Linked DNA regions of Mus musculus: region 1 is linked to region 2. Evidence: chromatin contacts called from public HiChIP or PLAC-seq data. All regions are on one chromosome and are shown on one strand. The core of a region is the stretch at or near the end of the contact, and the rest is flanking DNA. Distances in the headings are between cores, read along the strand shown.

What was found. HiChIP or PLAC-seq counts read pairs in DNA pulled down with a chosen protein or histone mark.
Region 1: a contact with region 2 is called in an H3K27ac HiChIP or PLAC-seq map of stem cell-derived epiblast-like cells, with 8 times the contacts expected there. The contact joins two enhancer-like sites. A contact is called at or near these places in 3 of 115 datasets of contacts at active chromatin or transcription factors (embryonic stem cells, epiblast stem cells and stem cell-derived epiblast-like cells).

What each region holds. Positions count from the first base shown.
Region 1 is chr3:11,211,267-11,215,231 of GRCm38.p6, forward strand. No RefSeq gene overlaps it. Among named protein-coding and RNA genes, the nearest start is that of Gm33551, 360 kb to the left of the region's middle. Within about 2 kb of position 2,070, at least 44 of the 459 cell types and tissues checked have an H3K27ac peak or open chromatin away from gene starts, as enhancers often do. A contact at or near this core is called in stem cell-derived epiblast-like cells, where this site is marked.
Region 2 is chr3:10,757,777-10,761,728 of GRCm38.p6, forward strand. No RefSeq gene overlaps it. Among named protein-coding and RNA genes, the nearest start is that of Gm33551, 89 kb to the right of the region's middle. Within about 2 kb of position 2,320, at least 3 of the 459 cell types and tissues checked have an H3K27ac peak or open chromatin away from gene starts, as enhancers often do. A contact at or near this core is called in stem cell-derived epiblast-like cells, where this site is marked.

The DNA of each region.
Region 1 (3,965 bases), core at 820-3,319, 450 kb after region 2:
CTCTACCCTAAGTAATCTCCTTAGTGGCAACAAAGTCAATGTCTGGCTCAGCCTGCTTCAGGCTGTGGGGCAGGGTTGGGCGGGGGGGGGGGGGGGGAGGCTACAATTTGCTCCCTGTTATTAATATTAAAAAAAGCTGGACTAAGGCACACAATTTATTTATGCTCTACAGTTCTGCCTGATTTCTTTGGGCCTAGTGAAGAAACCTGTCTCAGTGGGATTCCCTAACTTTTCTCATGGTAAACCCTTATTTGGTTAAGACTGTCCTAACTGTCCTAGTAAACAATGCAGACCAGCCTTGAGCAGTTGGCTCTGTCTTTTGTAATGCTTAATTAGTTACTGAATAGGTAACTTCCTTACTGAATTCCGACAGAATTCCAAGTTGTGGGCTTCAATGTCTTTCTAGGACAATGGAACACTGGCAAAGGCTTAACTATATCAGAATTCAATCTAAAGGGGCACTTATAATAAGATAATACTAAAGGAGAGCACGTGGATCCATACACCAGACTAATGCGGGGATAGGGTAAGAATATACGGGTTATGAAAACACCAAAATTCCAGGAGGTGAGTTTCAGTGAAACTCTTTGCCTCGTGAGTGTTCCCAGGCCTCTCGGCCTGCCAAGCAAACTTCACTGGAGTGTGCATAGCATTTCCCCATTCTTATATTTCTGCCAAAGTTATGGAATGTCCTGCCTCATTGCAGCTATAGATCTCAGAAGTGCTCTAAAGATGAGTGGAAACACAATGATTTACTAATAAAATAGTGCCAATAATAATAGCAAGTGGGATAATATATTGAAACCATCCAGGGGATTCAATGCACTTAGGTTATCTTTAAATCTCTGGCCAATTCATCAGTGTTCCAAGTGTCCAAGTGACTATTGCTAATATCTGAAATTTCTGCCTTTCTACCCTTAATATATGCTATGTCCTGCCCTATTGTTAAGATTACTACTTCTAAGACATTAACCTTTGCCTCTAATTCTTTACATGGCTCTGTGGTGTATTATTAACAAGCCATGGCCTCTTGGCATGTACCTCTGTCTAGATTGATATGATTCTGAGATTTGGGTGTCTGTCTTAGGACTGTCTGGCCCTCATAGCAAACCTTATTCCCAAATCAGACCAAAAGCCACAATATGTACTAGAATGCTTCTTGAATGAAGATTAGTAACTGCCACCTGCACTGTTGGAGGCGGGGATGCACACCTGCTGCAGTCAGGCTGAAGGGTGTTGACTGACCTGCTTGAAAAACAAAGTCACAGTGAAAAGCACAGTGCAAAAGCTTCTTTTGGGGAAGTCCAGGGACTCCATTCACTTGCAAATTAGCAAAGACCAGGCTAGACTTAGAGCTCCTGGTGTGGGGGAGGTGACCTTTTTTATAAACTTAGAATTTAAACTTTATTTAGAACCACATCTGGGTAGATCTGCAAAGGTGCTCTTTTAGTTAAAGGGAATTTACCCTGAAGGCAGGGAGGGGGGAGATTCTCAGAACTTCCCTAGTCACAGTTTTCCAAGCAAAAGAAACGCCCCACAAACCTCACTGAGGCGGCTCAGAGAGTCTACCCAAGCGCAAACATTTCTCAATCTGAGCACTCTGCTTGAGTCCTGTCCCAAAGATTATCCCTATGTTGAAGTATCTTTAAAGACATGTTTTCCTGGGTTTGCTCCTGCCACATGTTGTTTAGAATGACTCTAACTCTGAGTTACCAATTTTAAGCTAACTTTCTGTTAACAAGCAAAAGGCTGCCTGCCCCTTTAAGAGCTGCATTTGCAGTCAGCTCCCAGCAGGGCTTTTCCAGTCGCACTGGCACTTCTCTAAATTTTCACATAGCTCTAAACACATACATGAAACACACAAAACAGAAACCAACAGATCCAGACACATGCAACCCTTTCTCATCCTACACAAGCAGGCAAAAGAATTAGAAGGGTAAGCTTCCATTTCATAAACAAAACTTGATCCCTCTGACCAATGTCTCTAGCACTCCCCAGCAGCAGCCTTCCTAGCACATCTGCTGACCACAGTCCTCCTGTCCTTACAGCCCAAAGGGACAGCGGCAAATACCAAGCACGCGTTTCAGAAAACCCCATCGTCTATAAACACCAGAGAAACCAAACTCAGGCAGATCCAAACTCAGACTGCGCCATGCTTCAGAGACAAGGGACTAAACAGAAACAACAAACCAACACAACGAGCACATGTTCGTTTCAGGAAACATAAGACAGACACTCAGAACAAAGACACTGGCCAGCAGGCACACAAGAGGGGATTCCCCGATTTTCTCTCTATCCCTGGTAGTTTCAAAATCCACTTTCCTCCTGCCTGATGCAGTTTCCAACTGCAGCCATCTGCCTGTTCATTCTTATAAACCCTTATTCCTCTCACCTAAAAAGAAGCTTCTGGAAGATGCGGCCAACTACCTATTGAGTTCCTAGTTCCTGATATCTCACTGCTGAACCTAAGTGAATCCAGCAAGGGGGTTTAGTGCTGTTTCAGCTTAGCCTGTACTGCTTCCTTAGCAACCTTTTACCCATTGCTTCGTGCCTCAGTGCGAATTTTCTTTAATTCTTTTCTTCTTCCATGGAGCTCCAAACCAGCAGTGTTTCTCCCAGCATCTTCTGCCTTTCCCAGGCCCCGCTTGGGACGCCAAATGGGTGGGCCAGCCTGCAGCTCTCATGTCTGGGTTCAAGCCTGGGAGGCAACCTGAAGCTGAAAGAAAGGGAAACTAGGTGGACTAGAGAGAGATGGAACCAAGACAGGATTCTGATCAAGGCTCAAATTTTTAATGGTGGACATGCTTTATAAAGGAAGGGGGGAAGCCCATTCCTGCCAAATCATCCTTGGAGCCCAGCTGTAGGTGACCAAGTGTAGTCTTGGGAACAGCTAGGCCAACTCCCAACAAGTAGCAGCAGAGGCAGTGGCCGAACAATAGAGTGATCCAGGAAGGCAGGCTACACCCTAAGTAATCTCCTTAGTGGCAACAAAGTCAAGTTCTGGCTCAGCCTGCTTCAGGCTGTGGGAGTTGGGGGGAGTTTACAAGGCTGATGAAAGGTATTATGCTGGTAAATAATAATAGGGTTAAAGAAAGTCTAGAAAAGACAAAATTATTGAACTCCGGAAGGCAAATTCATAATCACATTTCAATTTCCAGAATACAGGTGATATGTTCAACAGTGATGTGTTTGCTATGAACTAGATCATGCAGTATTCTTTGTAATTTGAAGAAAGTTTGACATTCTTAAATATTTATAAACATTTGCCTCTTTCAGTTCTGTATCTGGGAAATGGTTGAGGGAGGATATTGTCACTAAAGTTTTGAATCTTTGAAATTATTGTACTATCAGTAATATGTTTAAATACTAACTATAATCAACCTTCAGCACTGTCCCTACCCTAGGAAAGGCAGCCTTGCATTCTAGAGAAAGTATTGTCCGAATGTTAAATGGATGGTTTCCTGGGAAGTTTCTGAATCTTATGTTACAAATCTTGATTTCTTTGCTTGTTGTCCCAATATGGGCCCTCAAGTAGAAGGTCATTCATTTAGTAAGGTTATCTTATCTGGAGAGTCTTATTCACATAAATTAATGATACTGAATAGTCTGTCATTACACCTAAAATATTTAGACTTTGAATTTAGAAAGACTTTCTTTCAGAAATTGTATAGCTGTTTATTGATATGAAAGGCAGGACTTGTTATGTATGTGTGGACAAGGATAGATCTGCAGTTAGAATATTATTGTAGAGAAGGCTCAGGGAGAGGTGTTGGTACGGATGAGAGATACTGGAGTCATATGTATAATGACTAGAAAAGGGGAGTGAAATTCTTAGGGAAGTGCTATTTGGTTAAACTTAAGGAAGGCTCCGCTCTGCTCTCAGTCAAGCTGTTCCCATTGATTTGTGACAGAATGTCTAGAAAGACAAGAAAATGTTTCTATTTTGACTTCTTCCTTCAGGCTTC
Region 2 (3,952 bases), core at 1,070-3,569:
TCTCTTTTAAAAATCCAAAATCTTTTTACAATTAAAAGTCTCTTAACTGTGGGCTCCACTAAAATACTTCCTTCCTTCAAGAGGGAAAAATATCAGGGCACAGTCACAATCAAAAGCAAAAATTAACCAATGTCTGGGATCCAACTCATGATATTCTGGGCTCCTCCAAGGGCTTGGATCACTTCTCCAGCCCTGCCCTTTGTAGCTCACAGCTCATCCTCTAATCTCCAGATGCCTGTACTCCACTGCTGCTACTGTTCTTGGTGGTCATTCATGGTACTAGCATCTCCAAAACGCTGCCATCTTCCACTGTAACTAGGCTCCACCAATAGCCTCTCACAGGCTCTCTTCATAGTGATAAGCCACAATTCCTTTACATGACCCCTTCAGTCTTGGGACATTAATTTCTACTGAGGCTGCACCTTCACCAATGACCTTCTATGGCCTTTCACAGTGCCAAGCCTCAGCTGCTCTTTATGACCCACTTCATGCCTTCAAAACCAGTACCACCTGGGTAACTCTTATACATTACCAAGTCCCGCTGCAGCACGAGGTGCAACTTTGGCTATCTCTGGAACACAGCCTCTGTGCTTTCAGAAAACACTTCCCAGAAGATGCCACCTTAATGATACTGGTCTCTTCTTAATCACTGCTAGTTTCTTAGCTCCAGCTAGCCAGCACTAATAGTCCCGGTAATGCCAAGTTTTCACTTTAGTAGTTCTGGTATCTTGCTAATCACACCTTCAGTCCTAGCTTCCTTGGTGATGAACAGCAGTATGGAAGTGTAAGCTGAATAAACCTGGACTTCAGCCCCAGCTAACCAGAACCACAGAACCTTCACAATCCACAATAGCAATGGCCCTGAAAAGAGTCTATAATTTTCCCTCTGAAATTTCACAAGCCAGGCCTCCATCTTCTGCACTGTTCTCAATATTATCTTCCAAGCTCCTACACAACATCTGCCAGAGTTCTTAACACTGAATGGATCTTCTGGCCCAAAGTTCCAAAGTGTTTCCACAGTCCTCCCCAAAACATGGTCAGGTTGTCACAGGAATACCCCACTATGCTGGTACCAATTTGTCTTAGTCAGGGTTTTTATTCCTGCACAAACATCATAACCAAGAAGCTAGTTGGGGAGGAAAGGGTTTATTCAGCTTACACTTCCATACTGCTGTTCATCACCAAGGAAGCTAAGATTGAAACTCAAGCAGGTCGAAAAGCAGGAGCTGATGCAGAGGCCATGGAGGGATGTTCTTTACTGGCTTGCCTCTCCTGGCTTGCTCAGCCTGCTCTCTTATAGAACCAAGATTACCAGCTCAGAGATGTTTCAACCCTCGAGGGGCCTTTCCTCCTTGATCACTAATTGAGAAAGTGCCTTACAGTTGGATCTCATGGAGGCATTTCCTCAACTGACGCTCCTTTCTCTGTGATAACTCCAGCTGTGTCAAGTTGACACATAACTAGCCAATACAGCCTTTGACTGGGTGTATTCTCCTTTCTCTACTTTTATTATGTTTAAATTTGTTCTTTTAATAATTTGTCAAGTTTACTAGATGTTGGCCATGATTTTTATGATTTTTCTCTTTTCTCAATATATCCATTTCTTTTATTGCATCTTCAAAGCTTAAGATTCTCTTTTTCTATCTCTTATACCATGTTTGGGAGGCTTGCTTCTGAGGTTTCTATTGAATTTCTAAATCTTTCATATCCACATTTCACTCAGTTAGTTGCTACATCCATTCCAGTGAAGTCTGCTTGACAGGTTTAGAAACCTGGAAGCAGTCCCGAGGCAAAGAGTTTCATGGAATCTTAGCCTCCTGGAACCTTGCCATTCTCATAGCATGTACACACAAAACCTGTCCCGGAGTTAGTCTGGTGTATGGATCCGTGTGCTTTCTTTCAGTGTTGTTTTATTATAAGTGCCTTTAAGGATTGATTTTGACATATAGCTAAACCTTTGTCAGTGTTCCAATGTCCTAGAAAGTCCTTGAAGCTGATCCTGAGCTTGGAATTCAGTAAGAATGTTACCTTTTCAGTAACACTCAAATTTACTTCTAGTAGAGACAGTGAAAATAATCAGGCATTACAATTTACTTGAATAGAGCTAGAAAGCTTAGGGCTAGTCTACATAGTAATTACTTAGAACAATAGCCGAGTCACACCCAAACACAGGAATACACAATGGCCTAGGAAATAGGTGAGTTGTAGTATTATTCATGAAAGGTAAGTCGAAAGGAATTCCCCTGGTGCAAGTTTTTCACTAGGCCCAGAGGAATAGCATAATCAGGTATTTACTAAAGGACCCCTGGTGGTGGGTTTAACAATAGACTAGCATTGCATCAGAGCATTTACCTGGCTCCCGTGTTTAGCTGATCTTAATTAAGGTTGTTCCTATTCTCAGTTATAAACAAGGCCTGGCTCCCGCCATCTTTTTATGCATGCATTTTCTTTGTTTTGTGTTAAGAACCAGTATACCTTAACAGATGTATTCTCCTGGCCTTCTTGGTTTTTTTTTTTTTTTTTTTTTCTGTATTAAAGCCTGGTGTTTGCTTGGAGAAAATACATCAAGAGACAGCACTCCCCTGTGTTCATACTTGTTTGTCATTCATTTCTCCCTGACTTCTTGCTCACCTGTAACCAGAACCCTGTTTCCTGCAGATCGAGGACCCAACTGAGATGCATCTGCAGCAGTTAATGTTTTCTTTATTGATTTTATTGCCATTTTCAGGTACTGAACTCATTTATTCATTTTCTTTCATTGTTTATATTCACAGATTTATTTAAGAGATTATTCATTTCATTATAAGACCTCTTATATCTATAAAGGCTATTTTAAAGACTTTGTCTTCTGTTTCAGCTGTGTTGCGATTCTCTGAGCCTGTTGTGGTATGGTTGCTGGACTCTAGCATATACATACAGTTCTTACTGTTATTAACTGTATTTTTCTACTGGCATCTAGACATCTGGGTTTGGGAAATTTTAATTCCAGGTGCTTATATCTGGTCTTGTTTGTTGGGTGGCTGTTTTGTTCTTGGTTTTTGGTGCCTTCTTTGGTTCTTAGGAATATGTGTTCCATATGTTTTGCCTGGTGGGGAATTCTTCTAGGATCCTGCTAAGTGTGACCACTGAGGGGTCCAGGTAAGATGTGTTTCTATGCATTGGTGGCTAATACTTACAATGTGGCTGATGTGTGTGTGTGTGGTGTGTGCTGAGAAAGTTCATAGGAGTGAGGAAAGCAAAGTGTTCCACCAGAATCTGCTTAGTCCCCATGGGAATGAGGTAGAGACTAAGGAAAGGCCACAGCAAGAAATCTGCTACAGAGCTGCAGGTGAGGCTGGGCAATGGATATGGAGGAGAGGAGTGAGAGTGATCTGTATGCCTTGCTGGCCTACATTGGCAGGCATGGCTAGTGGTTTCCCAGGAATGCCTCCTGGAGTTGGGAATTGAGAAAACAGCATGGATGGGGAGAAAGTTTGGTGATGCTGTACGGTCTGTTTAAGACAGGTAAGAGAGGAGGTAGAGGCCAGAACAGGAGGTCTGCTTCACAGTTGGCATGAGATTGAGTGTGGATTTTAAGGAGAGGAGGGAGAAGTGAGGATACCCTGCTAGGCTAGATTCCCTGGCCAGACTGTCCTGAAGGTTCTCAGCAAATGCCCATTGGAGTTGGAGGCTAGGATAACATTTCGAGTAGGGGAAGGGGGCTTGGAGAAGAAGATTCATCTGTGTGATGGAGGGAAGTGGGTGAGGAGGGTGACATTTACAGAACTGGGAATCAGACTGACAGAATGAATTTAGAAGAGGGCAGGAGGCAGTAAAGTTCTGCAGGCAGCCTACCTGTTTCGTGGTGAGAACGCACTGTTTGAATTTCTTAAATGGAACTTGTGAAGTATCTAAATGTGCCAAATGTCTTTTCCTTCTGGATCTTTTGCCCTTCTGATTTTTAGTGACTAAT